Regions from separate parts of the Ovis aries genome. Here regions 1 and 2 are each linked to region 3. The links are chromatin contacts, called in public Hi-C maps. All regions are on one chromosome and are shown on one strand. Each heading gives the region's core, a stretch centred on a gene start, on an enhancer-like site or on the middle of the called end of the contact. The rest is flanking DNA. Distances are from core to core; before and after follow the strand shown.

What was found. Hi-C and Micro-C count contacts between places; a contact is called where the count stands out from the background.
Region 1: a Hi-C map of tail adipose tissue shows a contact between it and region 3, with 4 times the contacts expected there. The contact joins the enhancer-like site here to the promoter of GPR3 in region 3. A contact is called at or near these places in 5 of 16 Hi-C or Micro-C datasets (hypothalamus, mixed tissues, muscle and 2 more).
Region 2: a Hi-C map of liver shows a contact between it and region 3, with 7 times the contacts expected there. The contact joins the promoter of AHDC1 here to the promoter of GPR3 in region 3. A contact is called at or near these places in 12 of 16 Hi-C or Micro-C datasets (blood, hypothalamus, liver and 6 more).

Annotation. Positions count from the first base shown.
Region 1 is chr2:239,393,563-239,397,751 of ARS-UI_Ramb_v3.0, forward strand. IFI6 (interferon alpha inducible protein 6) reads left to right here. Exons shown (of 5, transcript XM_027965432.2): 2 at 1-35; 3 at 408-482; 4 at 569-718; 5 at 1,843-2,128. The coding sequence ends at 1,952. Among named protein-coding and RNA genes, the nearest start is that of IFI6, 3.7 kb to the left of the region's middle. Within about 2 kb of position 1,454, at least 33 of the 54 cell types and tissues checked have an H3K27ac peak or open chromatin away from gene starts, as enhancers often do. A contact at or near this core is called in hypothalamus and tail adipose tissue, where this site is marked.
Region 2 is chr2:239,443,099-239,447,444 of ARS-UI_Ramb_v3.0, forward strand. It overlaps AHDC1 (AT-hook DNA binding motif containing 1), which reads left to right and starts at 2,036. Exons shown (of 7, transcript XM_042245109.1): 1 at 2,036-2,512; 2 at 2,756-2,853.
Region 3 is chr2:239,623,431-239,627,696 of ARS-UI_Ramb_v3.0, forward strand. It overlaps GPR3 (G protein-coupled receptor 3), which reads right to left and starts at 1,336. Exons shown (of 2, transcript XM_027965442.3): 1 at 1,190-1,336; 2 at 1-145. The coding sequence starts at 140.

The sequences.
Region 1 (4,189 bases), core at 204-2,703, 230 kb before region 3:
GCTACTCTACACCTGCGGCTGCTGCGGAGAGGAAGGTAAGGATCTTGGTGCACCCAAGGATAAAAAAGCGGAGAGTTTCAGGATCCCTCGTTTAGAGACCCAGGCATGCCTCTGAATGAGAGGAGCTATTCCAATGGACAGCGCGGGGCGGCGGGGGGTGGGGGGGCGGGGCTCCCTGTAGCCAAAGTCCCAAGTTTGAATCTCTTCTCTGTCCGTTGGTCCATTCTCTCGAAATGTATTCAGGCCAGTTCTGTGCCAGGCCCGGCGACCTGGGAAAAGCCGCTATCCTTCATTGAGGAGCTCCAAAATGGGAGGATGGTGGTCCTACCTGTCCGGGTGGTCTGGAGCTTCGGGCACCGAATAGGGGACCCTTGCTCCCCACTGGACTTTGTCCATTCTCCTTCCAGACGGAAAAAGACGCTCAGAGGAAAACAGCGACTCGAGCTTCTGGGGCATGGTGACCTACATGGCCGTCGGAGGCGGTAGGTCTGCAGCGAGGGGAGCGTGGGAGGATGCGGGCGGGCCCTGCAGCCGGCGTCCCTCACCCACCGCCCTCCTCTTCCTCCAGGACTCATGGCCGCGGCACTACCCGTGCTGGGCTTCTCGAGCACCGGCATCGCCGCCAACTCGGTGGCCTCCTCACTGATGAGCTGGTCGGCCGTGGCGAACGGAGGCGGAGTGCCGGCCGGGGGGCTGGTGGCCACGCTGCAGAGCCTGGGTGAGTCCGGGCAGGGTTCCTGGAGGCGGGAACACCCAGGCCAGGGGCCTCCTTTACTGCCCTGAGCCCTTTCCACAGCCTAACTCGGCTCTACACACCATGGGGAAACTGAGGCATGGTCCTGGGGATTAAGGAACTGACTCAAATTCTCCCATATAGTTAGTACCACCGCCAGTATTCAAGCCCAGTGAATAGGCCTTCTTGGTTTCAGCCTGTAACGCCAGAGGCCTCACTGATGCTCTGGCTAAGTCACAAGTCTCAGTTTCCCCGTTAACCAGGATAGGCATCCTCAGTTTGTCACTTTATGAATCTCATCCATCCATCCCAGAAAATCAGAGTGGCAACGAACCAGGGAGAGGTGACCCAATTCAATCTCATGCTCAGCCTGGTCTTGCATTCTTGAGCATCGTGACGGGGACAGACACAGAGCACAGCGTGGTGCTTCTGGAAAACATGCTTTCACTTCTCTCTCTGTCTCCCCATCCAGCTCTGTCTTTTCTTTTTCCTTCTCTCCCTCTCTCTGAGGCCTCCCACATCCTTCCGAAAAACCACCCCTGACAGACTGCCCCTCTGCCTTCCCCTCCATCTTCCCCTAAGTTCTGGATGACAAAAGCCCAAAGAAGCGGCCCAAGAAGACGGCCCTTCTAGGAGCGGGCAGCGGGAAGACAGCCCGAGCCACACCCCCAACGGTGGGAGAGGAAGGGTGTGGGCAAGCCCAGCAACAGTCCTGTGCTGTGTGACGGCTGTCCTCTCAAGCATCACAGGGTTGTGACAGGTTGTCCTGTCACACATGGCACTGGCAAGGTTGACATGTCTCACTTGCAAACCACCAGCTCCCACCGAGGCCTCCACCAAGGAGGCGGTCAGCATTACTAATAGCACAGCGTGTCCACCGCAGACGTGAAGAGAATGCGCTCTTATTTTTGTCATTTTCATCTCGGATTTGAGATGGCAAGTTGGGAGGGTGGCGACGGGAGTCCCTTTGCAGGAGTCCTGTCCCCTCTGGGCCTCTGTTCCTCTAGCTGGAAATAAAAAGGGTACACTTGACCCGTTGTTTCCCGACATTTGGATTCCCGGGCCTGGTGCCTGGGTTCCAAGGGACTCGGCTGTCGTTTGCATTACAGGCGCTAGCGGTGGCAGTGCCCTCATGGCCAAGATCGGGGCCTTTCTGGGCTATACTGTCCACAAGCAAGTCGAAAGCAGACAGAGAAGAGAAGAGAAAGAAAAAGAGTAAGCAGAGAGAAAGGAGAAGAAGTAGCCAGCAGCTCCCTGGAAGCCCCGCCTTCCTCCTTGTCTTCCTTTTCCAGCTGCAGTCCAGAGCTTCCTCTGTCACACTTGGCAATGACTGAGGTTAAAAAAAAAAAAAAGAAACACATACACACAGAATAAACGTCTCTCAGAAAACACTCAGTCCTGCTGTGAGTCGTGGTTGCTATGAGAAGCCCAACAAGATCTGGCTCTGGTCTGCCTCATCCACACACCCCACCCCCATTTCCCTCCCTAGAGCCCATCACAGCTCCTGGAGCACGACCAGCTGGTTTTGCCTCTGAGCCTTGGTGTGTTCTGGTCTCTTGGCCTAGGACGTCCTTCTGAAGCTTACAGCCCACCTCAGACATACCTCGTCCTCTGGGACTCCTTCCTGGCAGAGGCTTCTTGCTACCCCTGTCACAGCCTGGGCGCCCAGGCTGCATTTCACAGGGTGCCTGGGGAGGCAGATTCTGTTCTCAGTGAGCGAAGCTTCCAGCTATGTCCCTGATCAGGCAGAGATGGAGAAGCCAGATCTCTAGTCCCCAGAGAAGCGCTAGAGGGGTCTCCCTCAGATAAGGCCAGACCTTTGTCATGGGGAAACGGTTTAAGAGCAGCTTTTGGGGGGTAGAGGTGCTCAGCGAGGCCTCCCTTCCTTTAGAGAGCTCTGGGGACAGGGTGGGGACTTTGCAGCTGGAGCCCACACGCCTTCTGAGGGGGAAGGGGAGGCCCAGCCCTTGGGAGGATCTGAGGTTCGGGAGGCCTGTCCAGGGAACCAGAGTGCCAGGACCTCAGCAGGGGGGAGAAGGGCAAAGAGGCCCCAGAAACCACTCTTCAGTAAAGCTCCAGCTGGTTCTGGCACTAATGCAGAGACAGACTCTGGTTCCGGCCTGAGTGGGTGTGCCAGCCTCGATTCCAGACCAGCCTTCTAGAGAGATCCGCATCCCCAGGGAAGTGGCCGTGTGTGAACCGCAAACGCCGGTCACTAAAGGGCCCAGCCAGCTGTCCTCAGGCCTCCCCCACCCCGCCCCACTTCTAACCCAGAACTTCCCCTTTGATTGCCAACATGCAGAGGCGGCTAAGAGGCTACATCGTGCTCACTCCTGTCTCCAGGGCCAACGCCACCCTGCGGGTGGCAAACGGCCCCAGCTGGCTCGCCCCAGGGCACCAGAGAAGCTGGGTTTGTTAAAGAGGGGGCACAGGTGCTGGAGGTCCCACTGGCACCTCAAACACCGTCTCCACAGTTTGTTCCAGGAGCGGAAGCTGAGCTGAGTGCCCTGCCCTGAGAGTCAGCACAGGGCATCAGCTGAGCCCCGCCTCGGTGGGCTTCTGCCCATGTCTCAGGCGTCACACTCCCCCAGGCGTGCTAATTGCACCCCAGTTTGTCCACAGAGTCGATATCCCAGAGACGGAAGTGTGTTCCCTAAGCCCCTTCACAGAGGGCACTGCGTCTCACTCATATCGCCTCCCCAGTGCCTGGCATACAGCAGGTGCTCAATATATGTGCAGAGAACTTGAGGCCAGTCTCCTTCCATCCACCTGTCCCTTCACCTCCCTCAACCTTCATGGGAGGCAGGGGCTGGACCGCTTGTTCTTTTTCCTGGGGAGCTCTTGATAATACCCGCTGTCACTGCCATGCAGGCCTCAACCCCCTTTAATGCTGTGGTCAGGTAAACACAGGCCCCTAACTTTTGCTCAATATTCTCTACCACAGGTGAGGCTGAGTTTTCCATGAAGCAGTGGAGCAGAGTGGTTAGGGGTGTCCCTCTGGAGTCCCACAGACCTGGGTTCAAAGCTGCCCTGCCCTCTCCTACCATGCTTCATGCCCTGCACAAGTTCCCTCACTGCCCTGCGCTGCACTTCCCTTCCCTGTAAACCGAGAACAATAATAGCCTCTGTGTGTTGGTTGCTCAGTCGTGTCTGACTCTTTGTGACCCACGGACAGTAGCCCACCAGGCTCCTCTGTCCACAGGATTCTCCAGGCAAGAATACTGGAGTGGATTGCCATTTCTTATGAGATTAGATGAAATCACGAACAGAGTTTAGCACGATGCCTGACAAATGCTAAACACTCAGTAAATGTCCATTATTATGACTAGGGACCTGCATAAAGCAAAGAGGAAATAGCCAAATAAAACCAAGAATTAGATAATCTAACTTTGGAGCCTAGGTTTACTTTCTAGTGCTCACAGCCCTGGATCTTCTTTCTTCCTAAGGGTGGGCATC
Region 2 (4,346 bases), core at 786-3,285, 180 kb before region 3:
TCCTGAATTGCCCCCCAGTTCCTGCCTCAAACTTGATTCAGCTTAGATGGGGTCTTTATGCCCTGGGGCAGAGCCTAATAGGTAAGGATGTTGTGAGGGTGTGAAAGAAAGGGGAACCTGGGCCTTTCCTAGCCTTCCCAATGCTAAAGTCTCACCGGTGGGGGACCAGCTGGGGCAAGATGCCAAAGCCTCATCTATTTGTGTAACTTTAGGTCAGGCTGGGGAGCTGCAAAGGGCCCCTAACAACTTTAACCATTGCTTTCTTTTGTTAATATCTGATCTTACAATGGTTCCCATTCAACTGATAAATCTTTGAACCCAGGGCTTGCCTGTAAGGAGAAGCTACTCCCAAATGGGTGCCTCTGCGGCTGGTCAGCAGCCCGGATGATGCCAGATCAATAGATGGAACTATTTAGAGCCCTAGACCTCTTCCATGGCTGTGGTGCCCCCACTCCCTGCAAAGGGCCAACAGAGTGTCCCCCAGATCCCCCCAACTTTTTTGTCTTAGAGGAGGGGCTTGCAGGTGGTGACAGGGAGCTGCTGTTGGCAAAACGACACCACCTGCCTTTTGTCACACGCTGGCCATCACCTCGTATCACCCTGCAGGGCCAAAGGAAGAGTCCGAAACGGGTGGGCCAAGGACAAAGGCACTGCTGAAGGGACTTCAGACACAGGGCAAGACAGAAAAAGCCAGCAGACATTGGGCAAAGGAATGTCAGACACATAGATGAAGTGGGACTAGCACAGGACCAGTCGGGGCTGGTGCTGGTAGACGCCGGGGACAGGACAGCCACCATGCATTATTCATCTCCGTGTCCCCTGTGAGCCCTGCACACCTCAGTTAACATTTGTCGAATTTAAGTGCCAAGGGAGGACACACAGACGCCGGGAGAGAAGGTCAGATGGAGAGCTTGGAAGTCGCAGCTCCCTGCTTGACCCAGAGGTTAAGCAGTGAGCTTTGGAATGGAACAGACCCTGGTCCAGCCGGGCTCTACCAACTTCTTCAGTAGGGGTCATGGGCCTCAGTGCCCTCATCTCTAAAATGGAAATGATAACAAAATCATTCTACCAGGTCTTTGCAGGACTCAAGAGCCCTGCGGTGTTCAGAAAGTGGCAGCAGCAGCAGTTCTCCTTCTTGCACTGTCCAAAGACCTCTCCTTGGTAACCAGGCCCTGGCAGTGCACATTCCCATCTGTGGGGACAGGCCAGGCAGGGGGCCGGAGCTAGGGGCTGGATAACAGATGTGACCTGCAGAGGAGGTAGGTGAAAGTGCTGAGTCCAGCCCCCTGGGCCCAGCAGGAGCTCTGAACTGTTGAATCTGAATGCTGCTTCCTGACACCAGGAAGAAGCTCAGTCGAATTCAGGAAGGCAAGGCTGTGTGTGTGTGTGTGTGTGTGTGTCTGACAGAGAGAGAGATCTGTGGAGAATCCAGGACTTCATGCTCTTGTCTTCCTCGGACTTCTAGAAAAACTAGTCTTTGGTGGAGGTGGCTAAACCCAGAGCTCAGAACTTGAGATTGGGGGTCCCTGAAAGGAGGAGGAGGTGCGGGCGGGCTTTGAGTTTTCTGGAGCAGCCCTCTCTCCATCAACCCTTGCGCTTTACTCAATAGGTAACCTTCTCATGAAGGGAGAGCGCCTCCAGATTCAGGGAGCCGGCCGTCTCCTCTTACCGCTTCCTCTCTCATTTAATTGGGACGCCCCCAGAAAGTCTCAAGTCCTTTTAGCTAGTCCCTCGATTCCCCCATTCTACTCTTTCCATTCTCAGACCCCGCCCCTTCACTCCCACCCGCAACCTCCGCTCCGGCCAAAGCCCCCCGCAGCGGGACGAGGAAGGTGGGGAACGTTGGTGATCCTTAGGGAAGAACGCAATCCCCCTTTGGTAAAAGAGGAAGCGCGCGAGGGCTCGGGCGCTGGGTGCCCCCTGCGGGCTCCCGGCCGCGCCGTCGGAGCTGCCGGCGCCGCCCCGCCCGCTCCGCGCGCGGAGCGGCCGAGGCGGGGACTACAAGTCCCGGCGAGCCGCGCGCGCGCTCCCCCCTGGGGTTCCGGATGGTGAGCGGCGAAGGTAAGGCGAGCTCGCAGAGGCAGCGGCGGCGGCGGCGGAGACGGAGAGAGGCAGGCAGGCAGGCAGGCAGGCAGGGCGAGGGCGAGAGACGGCGAGGGGAGGGAGCGAGCGAGGCAGACCAGACAGACAGACAGGCGGGCGGGCGGGCAACGCGAGCCACCCGCCAGGCTGCGCTCAGCCCCGCTCGCCGCGGAGAGAGCAGAAGGCAGGAGGAGGGAGGGGAGGAGGGGGAGGGAGGGAGAGAGGGAATCCAGCTACCACCACCCAAAGCCAGCGTCTGCTTTCTGTCCTCATTTCCTTTTCCCACCCAGCTCTGAGAGCAGAGAAAGGCAGAGGGAGCGAGAGATTGAGACAGTCAGAGGGACAGACAGACAGCCAGAAGAGAGCGGGAGGGAGGAGGGCGGAGGAGGAGGAGCAGGAGGAGGACTACGCGGGGCGCGTTCCCTCCCAGGTTTGCAATTGGGGGGGTGGGGGTGGGGGTGTCCAGGGCTGTGAGAGTGTGTGCGCGGTGGTGGTGGTGGGGGGAGCAAGGGGGCGCAGAGAGAGAACGAAGGAGTGATCGAGGTGGGGGGCGCCGCGGGAGCTGGGGGGCCGGGTCCAGCGGAGTTAGCGGCGGAGAATGTGAGCCGAGGCGCGAGCCATGCTGTCAGCAACGGCGGGCGGCTCAGGGCTCCTCCACGACTCCTCTCCCCAGCTGCCGGGCGCCCGCGTCGCTGCCGCCGCCGGAAAACAGACGCCCCCCGAAGCCCCTCGCCTGGCTCGGACCCACGGAGCCGGCAGCCCAGCACTCCGGTGAGTGGCGCCTCCTCCCCGGCCCTAGACCCCCGCTGGGGACCGGCCGGCCGGGCTCTTTTGTGCAGCGCACCGGGGGGGCCCCGCGCCCCCTCCGCGCGCCCCGGTCCGGTCCGCCGGACCCCGTGGCTGCGGTGCCCGCGGTGCGATCGGTCTTTGTTTCCACCGGGGCCCGCGGCTCGGCTGGGCTCGGCTCGAAGCCTGGCAGGCAGCGCCGGGAAGGGGGAGGGGGAGGTGGACGAGAAGGGGGGGCGGGGAGGGGGGGTTCTCGGGTTTCCTGGCCGCCCCGCGGCTCCCCCGGCTCGGGGGCGAGGTGCGCGCCCAGCGCTGCCGCGCGCCCCCTCCTCCTTCCCCCTCCCTCCGTCTTTGGATTTAAAACTGCAATTTGCTCTCCAGCTTGCTGAGAATGTAGGGGGGGGGGGTGGGTGAAGGGGGGGACCGTGGGAGCGGAGAACAAGGCTGGATTTTAGGAACGGCGCTGGGAAAGGGGGAGACTGCGGAGGGGAGAAGCCCCTCCCCTCCAACCCCCAAATCCCAAGGTTCCGCTTGTGCTCTGGGAGTTGAGGGGCGGGGACCTAATGACCCGGAGGGGGTGTGGGGCGGAGGAGGGATTTGGGGGCGGCCGGGGCCGGAGGGGTTGGGCCGCGTGCCCGGTTACCTGGCGAACAAAGTCGGCTCACTTTTGCATAAATAAATAAATAATCGCCCATCAATGCGTTTCCTCTGAGGCTCTGATTGAATCGGGGGCCCCCTCTTCCCCAGGGCTTGGGGTGCTGAGTGACAGCTGTCAGCCCCCTGGGCCAGTCGCTGGGGGGTGAATCGCTGAATCCCTCCGCTTTCTGGCTCCGGGCGCATTCCCCTGCTGGGTCTTGGTCCCCGGGCAGAGCCAGAGGGGCAGGGGGCTGGCTCCGAGTCTAGGAAATAACCTTGTTTCCTGTTCTACAGGAAAAGGGACGGCAACCCAGAGAGTTTGGGGGCTGGGGATGAAGACTGATGGGAGCCGGAGGGGTTCCCCAGCAGCCTGACCCCCCAGCCTCCTGCCAGGCGCAGGGGCCGGCCGAGGGAGGAAGGATGTGGGCCTTGCTGGCCCGAGGCGGGAGCTGGGGCTGTCCCCGAGGCGGGCAGCGGGCACCGAGCAGGAGGAGGGAGACAGAGAGCAGCGGGGGCGGGAATTCTCTACCGCAGACCCTGGGGGCCGGGGCCAGATGTGGAGGGGTGGGGAGTCCCCCCTCCCTGCTAGCTTGGGGGCCCCGGGGGCTGGGCTGTGAGGGGCTGAGCCTAGTGCCCTGGGTTCTGCACCAAGTGCCTGACTGGCAGGGCCAGCTGAATTTGGGCCCAGGCGTCACCCTGGGAGGCAGGGCCAGCCTGCACCAGCCTGGTCCCTGAGCACAAGGAGGGACCCTTGGGGGGCCTATGCCTGTCTGGCTGGGCAGGCGTTTCCCGCCGGACCAGTTGGTGTCAGGCGGGACTTGGCCCCAGCTCCCTGGGCAGAG
Region 3 (4,266 bases), core at 86-2,585:
AGTACTACGTCCCAGGCCGTGGGGGTGGGCAGCGGTGCAGCAGGGCCTGTGGGCCCCTCTGTGGACCCCATGCTGCTCATGTTCATGTTTCCAGGGCCAGCAGAGAGCCAGGCCAGGGGGCTGCCTGCACCCCACATCATGGTACCTGTAGGAGAAACGCCCTGTGAGAAGCTGGCAGGGCTGGGTGCTGGGTAGAGGGGTCTGGAAGCAGTCGGGGGGGGGGGGTCTCTCCTCAGGATACCTGGCTGGGTCCCAGGTTGCCCACCCCCTCCCATGCCCTGAAGCTCCTTCCAGGATACCCTTGTCTTCACCTATGCCCCTAGGCCAGCAGGGGTCTGGGGATCCCTGTGGTGGGTCGCTCCCCTCTCCCTTCTAATACATTGAGTCCCGCAGGTCTCTCTCCCATGTGTGTGACCGAGGAGGACAAGATGAAGGACTACCATAAGTGGATGGAGGCCCATAGGATCCCGGAGAAGCCGGGAAAGGCCCAGGACTGGGGGAGGGGACATCTCAAGACTGACAGCAGTTCTGCTCCCTCCCCACTGGGGAGGATGACGCTCAGTTTCTGAGGCTCACCAGACCCCTCACGATTCTCAGTATGGCCAGCCCCAGACTCCGCCCCCAGAGAATGCTCGTGAAGCTCCCGCCAGCCCCCACCCTGCACTCTTAGGGTAACAACATCTGGGACCTCAGCCCCCCAACACACACTCGCCTAGACTTCTGCCCCCAGCTGGACCCTTCTTTCTGCCTGAACCTCTGGGTCTTTGGGACAAACACCCCCTGCTGGAAGCCAGGATCCTGGAGTCAGATCCCTCCCTCTGCTTGGACACCTGGCTCTTGGGCCTGACTCCGCCTCCTGTCCGGACGTCTGGATTTCTAAGTCGGACACCTCCTCCTGCTCGGACGCCTGGTTCCTGGCCCAGACGCTTCCTGCCGGCCCAAACTCAGATGACCATCAGTCCCTTCAGGGCCTCGGGTCCTTGCAGGAGTGCTCACCCCACGCCGGGCTACCCAGCTGACAGCTCTTATCACCCAGACCCTGGGTCCCCTCCTGTTAGCCCAGACTCAGAGTTCCTGGTCTCAACCTCCGACCCCAACCAACGGCTGGGAGCTTGACCGCTTGCCCAGCGTCCAGCATCCTGCGTGCCCTCTTGGACGCCTGGTACCCAAGGCGGGGCCCGCTACTCACCTCTCGGGACGGGGCGCGGCCGGGCCGCGGGGAGGCTGCGCTCGGGTCCGGGCTGCGCAGGGTGTGTGAGGACCCCGAGAAGCCCCCGCGGCCGCGGGAGAAGCGGCGTGAGTCACCCCGTCCTGCCCCGCCCCCGACCACCGCTTTGGTGACGTCAGTGGCCCGGCTGGCCAATGGGTGCGTCGCGCTGGGGCGCAGCGCGCGCCGCTCGGCATAGTAATGAGGCCTCGTGCCGCCCGCTCCCCCATTCATAAAAAGCGACCGTGGCTGCGGCTCCGCCCCCTTCTGAGTCGGCCCGCGCTGTCCTTGACGCTGCGCCCTCTACGGGCCGGGGGTTTCGGGGTCGCTGGTGCGAGAGCCCTTGCAGTCTCAGGGAGGTGGCGGGGGGCATGTGTTAGAGGGAGAGGAAGAAAGGGGCCCCGGAGAGTTTGTGGAGGTGATGGGACCCTCGGGTGGCAGAGACAGGCTGACGGAATTCAGGTGACGGAGCCCGAGTGATGGGGGCTGAATGAGCGTCCCCGGTGAGGATGACAGGGGTTGCCAAGACGATGGGGCCCTGAGGTGATGGTGACAGGAGCACGAGGGAGCAGGGAGGTGGGTGGAAGTGACGGTATGAGCGCGGTGACAGGATCTTGGGGGGATGGTGGCAGTGCGACGCTGAGGAGGAGAAGGAAGCCCCCAGGGCAACCATAGCAGTGTCAGGGTGACGCTGGGCCATGATGGGGTTCAGGGATGAGGCGGTAGGAAAGGGAAGGTGGAGGGGCTGGGTGATAGTTCTTCAGGTCACCGTGACCCTGTCACAAGTGACCAGGCTGTGATAAGGGTCATAGGGTCCTGGAATGAAGATACCAGGTGACTGTGGGCCCCCAGGGGGGTGGGACAGGGTAGAGGGTCTGGACTGACAGTAACCGGGCCAGCCCTCCTGATGCCGGGGCTGGCAGAAGGAGCTGGGCGACGTCAATCATGTCAGCCCAATAGCGCCCTCACTGCACAGGGAGGGGTGGGCCTGGCAAGATTTCAAAACTTGAATTATTTATTCAAGGATCTGGAAAGCCAGCGGGGTGGGGGTGGGGGGGGGGGTGGGGGGGGTCACTTCCCTGAAGCAGCAGGAGTCGGGAAGAACTTGGAAGCAGAAAGCCATCAGCTCAGTCCCCAGGGCGGGCCCCCCTCGGCCTCCCATCTTAGGCACCCTGGCAGGGCAGGGCACAGAGAAGAAACTCCCCCTTCCCCACCTCTTCCTGTTCCCAGGGAACCTCTCCCAGCTGACTTCTCCAGATGCCACAGATATGGCCAGTTCTGGGAAAGGGGAAATAGCTGCCTCCTCCACCCTCCAACTCGAGCTCTGATCCTCATTGGAATCAACCAGGCCTGTGGGAAGGGGCTGGGGGCAGGGACCAGGTGAGGGCCCAGATCCCAGGCCCCACCACTTATCCTCCCAGCACAGAACCACTGCAGTATCCACAGTCAGTGTGGGGCAGGGAGAAGGAGGGGGCCGGCCAGTGGCAGGGTACATGGGGCTGGCAGGGCTGGAGAAGATACTGTACTTCAGGTTGCACATGGTGAGTTTGGGGTGGTTAGCAGGTGGTGTGGTCAGCAGTTAGTTTGGGTGAATATCTTAGGCTCTTTGGGCCTGTTTTCTCTAGAGACAGGGACTTCCCAATTGGTCCAGTGGCTAAGATGCCACATACCCAATGCAGAGGGTTGGGGTTTGATCCCTGGTCAGGGGAACTAGATCCCATGAGCCGCAACTAAAGAGTTTGCATGCGGCAACTAACAAGATCCTACGTGATGCAGCTAAGACCCAGCACAGCCAAATAAATAAATAAAAGTTAAGAAAAAGAGAGACCATGTTAGTATCTTCTGCATGGAATTGCTGGGAGGTGCTGGCTGCAGGAGGAGGACACCTGGGAGGCTTGGGTGTGCGGGGAGGGAGCAGAGAGGAGGAGCTTCAGGGAACCCCACCAGTGAGAGCACAGACTGGGTGAGAAGCTTCCTGCTCCTGGGCTTTGCCTGGCGGTTCCCTCTGCCCAGAACCCCTTTACTCCATTTGAGAGTCTCTGCGGCCAAGTCAATATCTTCCGGAGCAGGCTTTCCCAACCTCTACCCTAGACGACCACTCCCGCCCCTGTCACTCTCTCCCTCCTTTCCTTATCATTTTTTAGAGCACTTAGCACTCCTGAAATTGTAAATTTATTGTTTTAAGAGAAAAGACATGTCAGCCCCACCAAGATATAAGCTCCAAGAGGATACAGACTTTGTTCTGGTCTGTGCTGGAGAACAAAGCCTGGCGTGGAGGAGGTGTTCAATAAATACTTGCTGACTGGATGACTGGACAAAAAGCAACATCCGAGAAAGAGAAGGAAATCACGGAGGGAACAGTAATACGCACAGTGTTGAGGAAAGCGGGGCAGCAAAGGGAATACAAGAACATCTGCCCCCTGGAACCCGGATGTCCACTTTCTCCCCTGTCAGAGCCAGGTCTCAACAGCTGTCCAGTTGGTCTCAGAGAGGCTGCTGGGAGGTTGGCATGAGAGGGTGTATGAGAGGGAACCCATTTGTGGTCCCGTGGTTAGGACTCCACACTTCCACCGCAGGGGGCATAAGTTTGATTCCTGGTCAGGGAACTAAGATCTTGCAAGCCATATGGCTCACACATACACACACACACACACACACAAATAGAGGGGAGATGTATGAGAGACTGTCGTCTTCTCTTCTGAGTGGCATGATCTTTTTTTATTTTACATAGTTTATTAATCCTTTCATGAAAAATCTGCACAATCACCACAGATAAAGTCACTGCAGGATCTTTAATCCTTCCTTCTGCCAGAACCTACATTGGTCTTTGTGATCCCCCAAGCTCCTTCATTCTGTCCTTCAGTTCTTTTTCTTCTCAGGCAGCCCATGTCTTGCAAGGTGGTGGTGGTTTATTTTTCTTCCCATAACCCAAGGAATCATAAATCACATCCAAGCCAGTTGTCACCACCAAAATGGGTTCTGACTCCAAATATAAAGATGACATCTGGTGTGGTCTTGTATACTTTGGCTATTTTCCCCAAATTTCTGTCTTGGATACG